3 separate regions of the Mus musculus genome follow, and all the other regions are linked to region 3. Evidence: chromatin contacts called from public HiCAR-type and promoter capture Hi-C data. All regions are on one chromosome and are shown on one strand. Each heading gives the region's core, a stretch centred on a gene start, on an enhancer-like site or on the middle of the called end of the contact. The rest is flanking DNA. Distances are from core to core; before and after follow the strand shown.

The links. HiCAR-type assays count read pairs that join an accessible place to other places. Capture Hi-C pulls out chosen DNA fragments and counts their contacts.
Region 1: a contact with region 3 is called in a HiCAR-type map of astrocytes, with 3 times the contacts expected there. The contact joins the enhancer-like site here to the promoter of Timm10 in region 3. A contact is called at or near these places in 4 of 39 promoter capture datasets (the C10 cell line, embryonic stem cells, liver and 1 more), 3 of 115 datasets of contacts at active chromatin or transcription factors (astrocytes, bone marrow-derived macrophages and microglia) and 1 of 9 other capture datasets (macrophages).
Region 2: a contact with region 3 is called in a promoter capture Hi-C map of adipose tissue, with 2.6 times the contacts expected there. The contact joins the promoter of Fam171b here to the promoter of Timm10 in region 3. A contact is called at or near these places in 6 of 39 promoter capture datasets (the C10 cell line, cranial neural crest, embryonic stem cells and 3 more), 1 of 115 datasets of contacts at active chromatin or transcription factors (astrocytes) and 2 of 9 other capture datasets (adipose tissue and macrophages).

The regions. Positions count from the first base shown.
Region 1 is chr2:83,738,731-83,742,334 of GRCm38.p6, reverse strand. The region is part of intron 2 of Itgav (integrin alpha V); the gene reads right to left. Among named protein-coding and RNA genes, the nearest start is that of Itgav, 16 kb to the right of the region's middle. Within about 2 kb of position 1,459, at least 86 of the 459 cell types and tissues checked have an H3K27ac peak or open chromatin away from gene starts, as enhancers often do. A contact at or near this core is called in astrocytes, bone marrow-derived macrophages, liver and 1 more, where this site is marked.
Region 2 is chr2:83,810,378-83,814,102 of GRCm38.p6, reverse strand. Fam171b (family with sequence similarity 171, member B) reads right to left here and starts at 1,491. Exons shown (of 8, transcript NM_175514.3): 1 at 1,126-1,491. The coding sequence starts at 1,354.
Region 3 is chr2:84,825,153-84,828,565 of GRCm38.p6, reverse strand. It overlaps Timm10 (translocase of inner mitochondrial membrane 10), which reads right to left and starts at 1,545. Exons shown (of 3, transcript NM_013899.2): 1 at 1,419-1,545; 2 at 853-967. The coding sequence starts at 923. It also overlaps a transcript of Smtnl1 not described here.

The DNA of each region.
Region 1 (3,604 bases), core at 210-2,709, 1.1 Mb after region 3:
CGCTGCTGTCCCGCTGTCACTATGCTGAACCACCCAGACTGCTGGACTGTGTTGCCACTCTTAAAAAGGAAATAAAATACAGATCGGGGATTCCAGGGCTGGAAGAAACATTGTTTTTTGGGGGGTTTTTTTTTGTTTGTTTGTTTTGGTTTGTTTTTTGTTTTTTGTTTTTTTTTTACCTCAAATGTGTTGGACAACTGGCTCATATTACCCAAATAAACTTGGGGGGGGGGGTGCACAGTGGCCTGCTTTGAATCCCAGCAGAGACAAGCAGATCTTCCGTGAGTTCAAGGCTAATACACAAATCAAGTTCTAAGACAGCCAGGACTACACAGAGAAACTCTATTTTAAAACTAATAAAAATAAATATAAAATCATGAAGCAAATCACTAGAGACTTGAAAATTAAACCCTCTTTTTTTTTTTTTTTTTTTTTTTTTTACAATCTTCCAAAATATGTTCTTTGTGCCCCACCAAACTCCCAGGAGGGCATGTTTCCTTCAGGGCAGAAGCCGTAACAGGAGCACCCAGTCAGTGTGAGTATCGAATGCTCTCCAGAGTGTTTCACAAGCCACTGCCCAGACATGAGGGTTCAGCTTGCTGGAGAACTAAACTATCATTAACATTATGCTGAATTTTAAGATGAAGATACCCTGGTACCCTAAAACAGATAGTTTTTTCTCTTCTCTTTATGACTAAAGAACATCTTTTGGACTAGATTATACCACTCTTTTTAAATGAGAAATGCTGAAATATCCAAAAGAAATACGAGAGAAGCTTCTACTTAGAAGTCAAACGTGTTTTCGGCCATTGGGTTCCTATTCATTACTATGGGTTCTGTAAATAACTAGATGATTTGGGTCCTTAGAGAATTTGTTGGTTTTTGTTTGCTAAAACAAGCTGTCAAAACAATGTCATCCCGCCGGGCGGTGGTGGTGCACACCTTTAATCCCAGCACTCGGGAGGCAGCGGCAGGTGGATTTCTGAGTTCGAGGCCAGCCAGGTCTACAGGGTGAGTTCCAGGACAGCCAGGATTAAACAGAGAAACTCTGTCTTGAAAAACCAAAAAAAAAAAACCAAAAAACAAAAAACAAAAAACAAAAAAAACCAAAAAAAAACCTTCCTCGAGCAGTTTTCTACTCCAAATAAAACTTCAACTTGGATATTAGTAAAAAATAAATTTGGGTGAGAAAGAAAAAAAAAAAACCTCTCAATAGAAGTTATTATTTATGTGAAACTTTCAAGGTCAGAGGAAGAAAGCCCTTTGATCATTCATTAAAATCCTCTGTCTAGATGGTAGGGATGCAGCCGGGAATGAGGCCCAAGGCCTCTGCTGCTCTTGGTGAAGGACACCTTTGGGAGCAATGTGGCTGTCAGCTGTCATTCTGCTGGTCACCAGGGTGATTCAGCTGATCTGGCTGGTGCATGTCCCCTCCTCCTCTCATACTCTATGTGTCCCTACCGAAGCTGGCTGCTGTTACTAATTTCCACAGAACTATCTGGAAACATTGTTTACCTAAGACAGCTATCCTCTAAAGATAAACAAGAAGAGTCAGCAAAGTGTATCCGGAAGAAACAGGCTGGAGCTCATTTTTCTGGGTACCAGCACTGTTTATTTAGCCTTATTCAGACTCTTCCCCCCTCATCCCACCAGCCACCATCTCCGAGGTTCTGCAGGAACACAGCACAAAGAACACAGGCTTGTGTGAGCCGACTGCTCTCTCAATGCTGGATTGTTTCCTGCTAGTGTTGGGGAGGAAGTGATCCGGAGAACTTCAAACAGTTACAAACAAAATCCCTTTACTGGAGATTCGAAAAGAAAAATAAAATAAAATCAACCCCAGTCTTGAGCGAATGAATGGACATGAGTCGGATCAAACTGTGAGAAGTAGGATTTAAAGGGATCATGTGAAACTGGTTGGTCAAATGTTACTGATATTAAATAAGATATTATTAGCTATATGTTAATCGATAAAAAAGAACTAGATAAAAGTATGTATTCCTAAGGTGCTCCAATCCCACAGTTCTGAACCAGGAGATGACTGATTCTGTCGGAAGATACATGCTCATTAAAGAAAAATCTTTACTCTAAATTCACACTGTAGCAAAAGAACACTATGTTTCATTTGTTTTAACTTTGTAATTTATAAAGGCTACTATAAATGTACAATCTAGACATATCTCTAAAAGACAGAAAAACTCACCAGAAGGAGGAAGTTAGACTTGCAGAAAGCTGTTTTCCAGTCTACCTAAGTGTATTAGCTTCAATAAGCTGGGGAGTGTACACCACGGAGGCCATTTTTACATTTGTTATTTAAAGCAAAGCCTAGGAATGGGGGAGGAGTGGGAGGGGGAATAACTTTACCGCATTCTTCTGGATGAGAGTCTGCCTGGCCAGGCTTGTCCGCTGCCTGCAGCTGAAACCTAGAAACACGCTTGAGCGTTGCAGTAACAGGATGTTCAGGGTGAAAAGGGGAACCTTACATCTGACCTTCTCTAGGATGAAGTTAGATCCTTCTACTTTTAAAAGACCCTATTCGTAAGCTTGCAGTCAAGCCTGTATTTCCAAGGAAAGAGGAGGGTGTTCCTTCCCCAGTGAAGATCAATGTTCCTTCCCCAGTGGAGATCAACAGACCATGATCATGGAAGGGGAGGGAGTGGCGGTGTGTTATATATGCTTTCAGAGGTGTGGATGCCCACATCCATGCTCATGTATGCAGAGGCCAGAGGCCTGGTCCTCCTTTATCGCTCTCTGCCTTATTCCCTTGAGACAGGGTCTCTCACTGGACCTGAAGCTAGTCTGGCAGCCAGCGTGCCCCAGTGACCCTCCTGTCTCTGCCAACCACAGGGCTGGAATAAGAGGCACATGAGGCCACTTGCAACTGGAAAAGACTCTTTTTATAATAAATAAAACTGGGTACTGATCAGTCTGTTAGTAACATCTGCTTCCTTGGAAAAGGAAAACACGTGGCAATAAGAGGGTTTTGCCAAAAGTCACAATAACAGAGAATATGTTGTAAACCAAGACATAACTCAACAGCCACAATTATCTCTATTTCTTTCCTTTCTTGTAATTCCTTTTTCATGATTACTCTTCACCCAGATCTAGTAACAGGCTGTAATAAACAATCTATTCTTCCCTTGTGTAGCATAGCACTTTGCTATCTAGAAAGTGAATTCAAGCCGTGGACTCCTTTGATCTACATGACAACTCTGCTTTCTCTGACAACCCAGGAGACTGATGCGATGAGCAAATGTTAATCACTTTTCCAAGGTCACCCAGTAAGTATCCGAGCCTGAATCCCAGTCTTCTAAGTCAAGTTTGCTTTCCAAGTAACCACAGCTGCCAACAGAAAAAGAACGAGAGAAGGAGCTGAGCCTACTTATATAAACACAGCTCTTGCTGGAAGCAGCCTTCAGCATAACCAATATCGACTTTTAAAACATGTAAAGAGATTCCGGCCAATAGAATAACACCACTCCAACCGAGATGTACGTCCTACTTCCCAGAACCTTCCTAGGTAATAAAAGACTTGGCAGGTGTGATCAGTCACATCATCCGCCAACGTCTGGGTGTGTCCAAGAAGGGCCAGGACGAGCATCAG
Region 2 (3,725 bases), core at 242-2,741, 1.0 Mb after region 3:
TGCTGCTAGGCAGATTTTAAAACAAAAATATCAGTGTTATAACACTCACTCATCTAGGGTTTGTGAAACCTCAGCCCACTACCCAGAAAATTGGTGGGGTTTTGTTGTTGTTGTTGTGTTTTGTTTTCATTTTTTAAAAAGCCCCCCCCTTTTTTCCCCCAAAGCCCAGACAGAATTTAAAATGTAAAAGGTAACTAAGTGGATTGTGGGCTGGGTAAAAGCTATTTAAACGGATAACCCAGCTCTTTGCTCTTCGGAGAGCTTTACCTGAGGGAGAGGGAAACAGAAAATAGAGGACTGTGATGGTCATATAAATTACACCCGTATCTCATCACCCTTTACCGAATGAGTCAAGAGATGGCTCATTTAAGTTCCACTACAAGGAGATTCCCCTCAGGGGGAGGGGCTGGTTATGCTACCCAAACACCACTCCAAGCTACCTGTCTCCCTCCCACATCCCTTCCTTCAACTACAAACTCCTGTTTCATTTTTTTTTCTTTCATCTTATTGTAGCAAATGCATTTTTTCCCTGTTTTTGCAAGCCGCCTTGGATCTTTCCTGGGGTAAGAAGAGAAATATAAAGAAATAGAGATCCCGCCCCCCCCCCCACTTCCCCGGTTCTAAATTTAAATACAGCAGGCAGGGAGAAACAGTGCAAACGCTGTGTGGGTGTACATGGCAAGACGGTTTGCTCAGTATCTAGGAGAGGATAGAGAAGAGAATGCTAAAGGGATTTGAGAGCGTGTGTGTGTGTGTGTGTGTGTGTGTATGTGTGTGTGTGTGTGTGTGTGTGTGTGTGTGTGTGTGTGTGTGTGTAGAAAGAAGAGGGAAAATAAGATTAGTGGAATAGTGGAAACAGGCACCCATCTTGACCATCCTTACCGTCCACCCCCACCCCACCCCCAGCCCCCGACCCTTCTGAAGCCCACTGCAGTGCTCTGCGGGAAAGATTTCCCACCCGAGCAAAGAGCTAAAGGCCGAACGGGCAACCTGGGAAGACGCGAAGGAATTGAGACCAGCAAAGATAGGCTAAGCGGAGACGAGAAAGGAGCTAAGAATCCCGGGAAGCCTGATGCGATCGCTGGCACAGAAGAAGTAAAGCAGGGCTGGGCTACCGAGACGTACCTGGAGCCACCAAAGTAGAGGATGCCCCAGGCACCTCCGGCCTCCCCTCCTCTGCCTCCTCCCGCTGCTTTTGCTCTTGCAGCTGCTGCTGCTGCTGCTGCTGGATGAGGCTGAGGTCGGAGCGACTGAGTTCGGCTCTAGCGGCCGCGGGGACCAGCCGCGCCTTCAGCAGCACAGCGGCCAGGCCGAGGAGCAGGGCGCAGGGGACGCGACGGCAGAGCCTCGCCATGGCGAAGAGCCAGGGAGCCACGGAGGCATATTGCGGGGCTGCGGGAGGCGGCGGGCGCCAGGGCTGCGGAACCCGGCCGCGCCCGCTCGCTCGCTCCCCCTCGCGCCGTCTGCGGTGCACAGCCTCGGCAGGAGGAGGAGGAGCGGGCCGGCAAGAGGATGGCGAGCCCGCTTTCGCATCCTCGCGCACGTGACCGCCGGGAGGGGCGAGCGGGGGCCTGGGCCCTGTGGCTACCCAGCAAGTGCTCTGCAAGGTGATGCTGGTGCCCAGGCGTTTAGCTAGGCGGAGATTAACAGGAAAGAGTTTCTGGCCCTTAATCTTTACCGAGGCAGCAGGAAAATGTAGAGTGGAATAAAATTCCTTCCACTAGACACCGAGGTAGAAAAAGGTGGCACATTAATTTCCTTCTAAAGCAATCAGACAACTGTGGTTCAAAAGCCAGGTTCCTTTAACGGAATAGTCTCTGCTGTCCCTTGGCCCACTTACAAGATAAACTGATATTCTCCAGGCTTTTTTTTTTTTTTTTTCTGCTTAAATGAGAATTTCTTTCTTCATCATAAATTATTCCTAATTACACCTTTTCTATTTGTAACCTATACTTTCCATGTGTTTGGAGGGTTTTTTAATTTGTTTTGTTTTTTAATGTCTTGCTAGATATGGTGGCTCACACCTTTAATTTTTAGCACTCAGGAGGTAGAGGCAGGCAAGTATTAGTAATTTGAGACCAACTTTGTTCTACATAGGGAGTTCTAGGACAGCCAGGGACTATAGAGAAAGACCCTGTCTCAAGACAAACAAACAATCAAACAAACAAATAAAAGTCTTATTTAACAAATAATAAACTAGGAGTTCTCTGTGCGTTTTAATCAGGAGCTTAGAATAAGTAAAATAGAATCCCTTCGTTCCAAATACTTACTGCCTGTTAGGGCAAGGCAATAAATATATAAGCAAAATATAGTCCACAGTGGTGGTTGCAACTGAAGAAGCAGTACAGGCATTTAGAGCTTACACAGAGTTGAAAGAAATTAAGTAAAGTCTGTGAAAGACACCGGGGAAGGTAGTCTGCACAAAATAAAAATTCACACAGAAATAGTAGATACCAAGTCGTCGAAAAACTGGAAGTGCGTTTGTGTGTGTGTGTGTGTGTGTGTGTGTGTGTGTGTGAGAGAGAGAGAGAGAGAGAGAGAGAGAGAGAGAGAGAGAGAGGCATAAAAGCATAATGTATTGGGAAAGTTTAAGCTGGGAAAGCAGTTACCAGAGGACTTATCCTTTTCTACAGTGAGTGCAGACTATTAAACTGTTTAAAAATAACTAGCAGACACTTGTGCTTACTGTGTGAGGCACTGTTCTGGCATCTCACAGATGGCAAATGCAGCAACCTTGGATGCTATATAAGCAAGCAGAAATCTACACTAAAGACCATTCTGGAGGTTGATTGGGAGAGAGATACCTACCAACCATGCTTTTAATTTTCTTTTTTGAGGGTCACTTTGCTATCAGCATGAAAGACAGATTGGAGAAGGGAAGGCAGGGAAGAGAGATGGACACATTTGAGACATTTGTGATAAAACAAAATCAAATAACAAAAAATGAGAAGTGACAAAATGCATGATCCTAAAAACAAGAGGAAAGACAGGGGAAATTGGTATTTAAGGTTGGAGTCAGCAGAGATAGATGGTTGATGGAAGTTGATGGTGACGAGGTAGGCTATGTCTGACTGGAGGTCTCAGTTGCCTGATTGAGATCTTAGGTGGCTTATGACATTATCAAGATCAGCTGTCGGAACTGATTAAAGGATAAAGCTACACTGAAGGGCCTCGGCTTTAACAAACTGGAGTGTTTTGTATTTGGAGTGCACGAGGGAAGTTCTACACATAATCTGTCTCATCTGGCTGCACGGCACTCTTCACCTTTTTAAAGCTGGCAGAACATTTGAGCTGCCTTTCTTCTCCCTGCCCTTCTCATTCTTAAGGTTGTCCCTCCCAGTGTTCCCATCTTTGTGGAGACAACAGGCTGGTTGCTCAGTGGTGGAGAAAGACTGTGGTCAAGAATATAAAAATGTTCCTATAAAATAAAATAACAGGGATTTACAAACATTCTCTCCCTGTGTTCTCAGAGCTGCTCTTGACAGTAGCTCTGAAGGTAGTGGTAGCACAGGCCTTTAATCCCAGCAGGAGGCAGTGGCAAGGGGATCTCTGTGAGTTCCAGGGCAGCCTGGTCTACAGAGTGAGCTACAGGAGTGCCAGGGCTACACAGAGAAACCCTGTCTGGAAACAAACAAACAAACCAGTATCTGCAGTGTATCTTACACAGTGACTTTACCCTAAAGTAAGTGCATATTCCTTTACCAGACTTTTACTGTAGGGCCAAG
Region 3 (3,413 bases), core at 296-2,795:
AAAGTGATAATATATATAAAATGCTTTGCAAATGCCTAACACAGAGTTAAAGTATAATTTAGGCCGAGTGTGCACACCTTTAATCCCAGCACCCAAGAGAATGAGACAGGTGGATCTCTGAGAGTGAGGCCAGCCTGGTCTATACAGATTAAGCTGACAACCAAGGCAACACAGAGAAGCCCCATCGTGAAAAACAAGAACAAAACAACATCCACTCCATCCCCCCCAAAAAGGAAGAAAAACATTAATAAATATTAGCAACTAAATACTATTCATTACTAAATGGCTGTTCAGAAGGCTTAGGCGGCAAAGGCACTTGCTGCCAAACCAGAAGATTTGAGTTCAATCCAAGATGAGATCCTATTAAGCTGCCCTCTGACCTCCACATGTGTGGCGCTATGGCATGCATGTTGGCATTCATAAACAAACACAAAATACATAAACTACATAAACAAGGGTAAATGGGCTATCTAAGGAGAAAGAAAGATGGAAACGAGGAGAGAAGAGAAGAGAAGAGAAGAGAAGAGAAGAGAAGAGAAGAGAAGAGAAGAGAAGAGAAGAGAAGAGAAGAGAAGAGAAAGTGCTTATATGTTCTTGATACTCAGCAGAGCCTGGGCAGGAGATTCTCCATCATACACCCCTTTTATTCCCTCCAAATAGCCAACCAAGTCCTTCCAGTGACCTGTATTTACTTCAGCGAAGCACGCGGTGAGGGTGGGGCGGGATTAGGAGGGCGGGACTTGGCTCCACTACCTTATCGAAAGCATTCGTTACAAGTGCTTCACTCTGTCGGGCTAGGGGTGACTAGGGCGAGTTTTCCTAGACAAGGTGAAGCCGAGTGCTTCTCTTTACCTGTTGTACATGTCAGCCATCATCTCCACCTCCAGCTCCGCAGCCAGCTGCTGGGCTCTGAGCGGATCCATGTCAACTTAGCACCGTGGAGAGAATAGCCTCCTGGTCTTTAGTCCTAGGAGCGGACATGATCAGTCAGCATCGATCCCTCCCGGTTCACCCTAGTACCACCCCCCCGGGGGGGCTGGAGGGCGCGAGGAATTACAGTGTTTCAGACCAGCGGGGACCAATACCCCGCTCAGTAAACGTAATCAGCCCTCTTAACAGAAGTGGAGATGAGGCCCTTAAAGAGGACAGTGTCCAGCTCAAGGTCACTCGCGATGTCATGGGGCTCGGGGATGGAAACCGAGCCCTCTTAGTACCTCGAGATCACTCCTAGAGCCAGAGGATTGACAGTTGGGACGGAACACACAAAACCGTGGGTCTGAACCCATGCAGCCCCGAGAATGTGACCCTAACCACAGCCTAGGTTCCCGGGGTGGGTCTAAAGGCTGAGCCTCTGTCACGGCAATGGCATAATCAGGAATCAGGGTTACCCTGGGTATCAGACACCACGGCCCACTCACCACGGCCTGGGGCAGGTCACAGCTCCCGCAACGTCCCCAACTTCGGGTCAATAGTAAAAAGTTACCGGGTACCAAGGCAGGCGAAATAAGAAGCACGTGGGTCACTTCCGGAAGGAAGTCTAGCCTCTTCTTTGATCCGGAAGAAAACGCCGACCAGGCTGCGCTGGGAAACCGGCTACCATAGAGAAACCGACCTTAATTTGCTAGAGTGGACTCCAAAGTACCATAGAATGCTGAGTGAGTGGCAGAGCGCCGGCAGCCTTGTTAGCATTCCATCCCTCCGGTTGTCCGGGAGACGCCTGAGCGTTTGCAGTGTGGAAGAAGCTTGGCTCCCTGAACCCACCATGGAGAGCCCACGCCAGAGCGCAGACGGATCTTATGTGAAGAAAGGAGAACGTTTCCCAAAGGAGCCTGTCAATTTTGCATGTTAAAACACCTGGAGCACTTTAAAAAAAAAAAAAAAAAAAAAAAAAAAACACCTCAGCGCCCAGACGTTACCTCATACCCCTGAAATCAGAATCCCGGGGAGCAGTGTGCAACATTAACTAGTGGAGTTGCAGAGAAGATACACGATCGCTGCTCGCAGAAAAAAAGAAACATGTATAGAGATTGTCTTTATTTGCTTTTGAGGCAGGGTCCCATGGAACCTAGGCTGCTCTCTAATTTGCGGTGTAGCCGAAGATGACCTAGAACTTACGAACCTGCCTCCACCTCACTAGTGCTTCGGCTACAGATAAGCGCCATTATGCCTGACTTTTGCAATGTTGGGATGAAAACAGGACCACATGCTTAGGCAAGCACTCTATCAACTGCCCCAGTGCTGCAACATGTTTTACTGCACTTCTTTATTATAGCCCTACACATGCACAATAAATAAAGTAAGTAAATAAATAAATGTAATAATAAAAAGCATTGGGTTTATCCCTTTAAAATTTTATTAGGGCAAATTCACAACACAGAACACAGTCTAATGAACGTCATTGAATCTATCCCCAAGATTTAATAATTCTTACTATTTAGTCACATTTTCTTGATCTATTATCTTTAGCAGATGAAGTCTTTTTCCCAAAGTGCTATTTTCACATTCTCAGCTAATAGTGATGTTTTTTTCATCTCTCTTCCACAGTGCTGAAGGTTGAATCCAGGGTCTCATGCAAACCCTCCACAACTGAACTACACAGGTCATTTGATATACTATTTTTAAATTTAAATTTATTTATAAGAACATGTGTCCTTGGGCTGGAGAGATGGCTCAGTGGCTAAGAGTACTGACTGCTGTTCCAGAGGTCTTGAGTTCAATTCCCAGCAACCACAAGGTGACTCACAACCATCTGTAATGGAATCCAGTGCCTCTTCTGGTGTGTCAGAGCTACAGTGTACTCATAGATACAGAAAATAAATATATTGAAGAAGGAGGAGGAGGAGCCCATGGTAGGATCAAAGGAGGTCAAAGGACAACTGATTCTCGCAGCAACCAGAGTGATGTAAAAAACAAACAAACAAACAAACAAACAAAAAAAAACCCTACAACTGGATCATGTCACTCACCCCCTAGATGCTGCAGTAGTTTCTCATCATGGAGAAAGCCAAAGTCTTCTCAATAGCTTATAAGACCCTGCACTGCTTCTCTCCATGATGTGATCCATCCCCTGAGAAGAGCAAACTATAGGACAAATGGCTTACCTTGGCTTTTGGTTCACTCTATTCCACTGCGTCAAGGAAGGCATTGTGGCAGGAATGGGAGGCAACTGGTCATAGCATGTCCATAGCCAAGACACACAGAAGAATGCTAGTACTCAGCTCACTTTGGCCTCTTTATTCAGTCAGCTAGCCCAGTCCATGGCACATTGCTAGATACATATAGGGTGGGACTTCCTACCTCTGTTAACCCAATATAGAATTATCTCATGGACTTGCCTAGAGGTTTATCTTCTAAGTGGTTCTAGATCCTGTAATTAGATAATCAATGTGAGCCAGGACAAATTCCACATGATT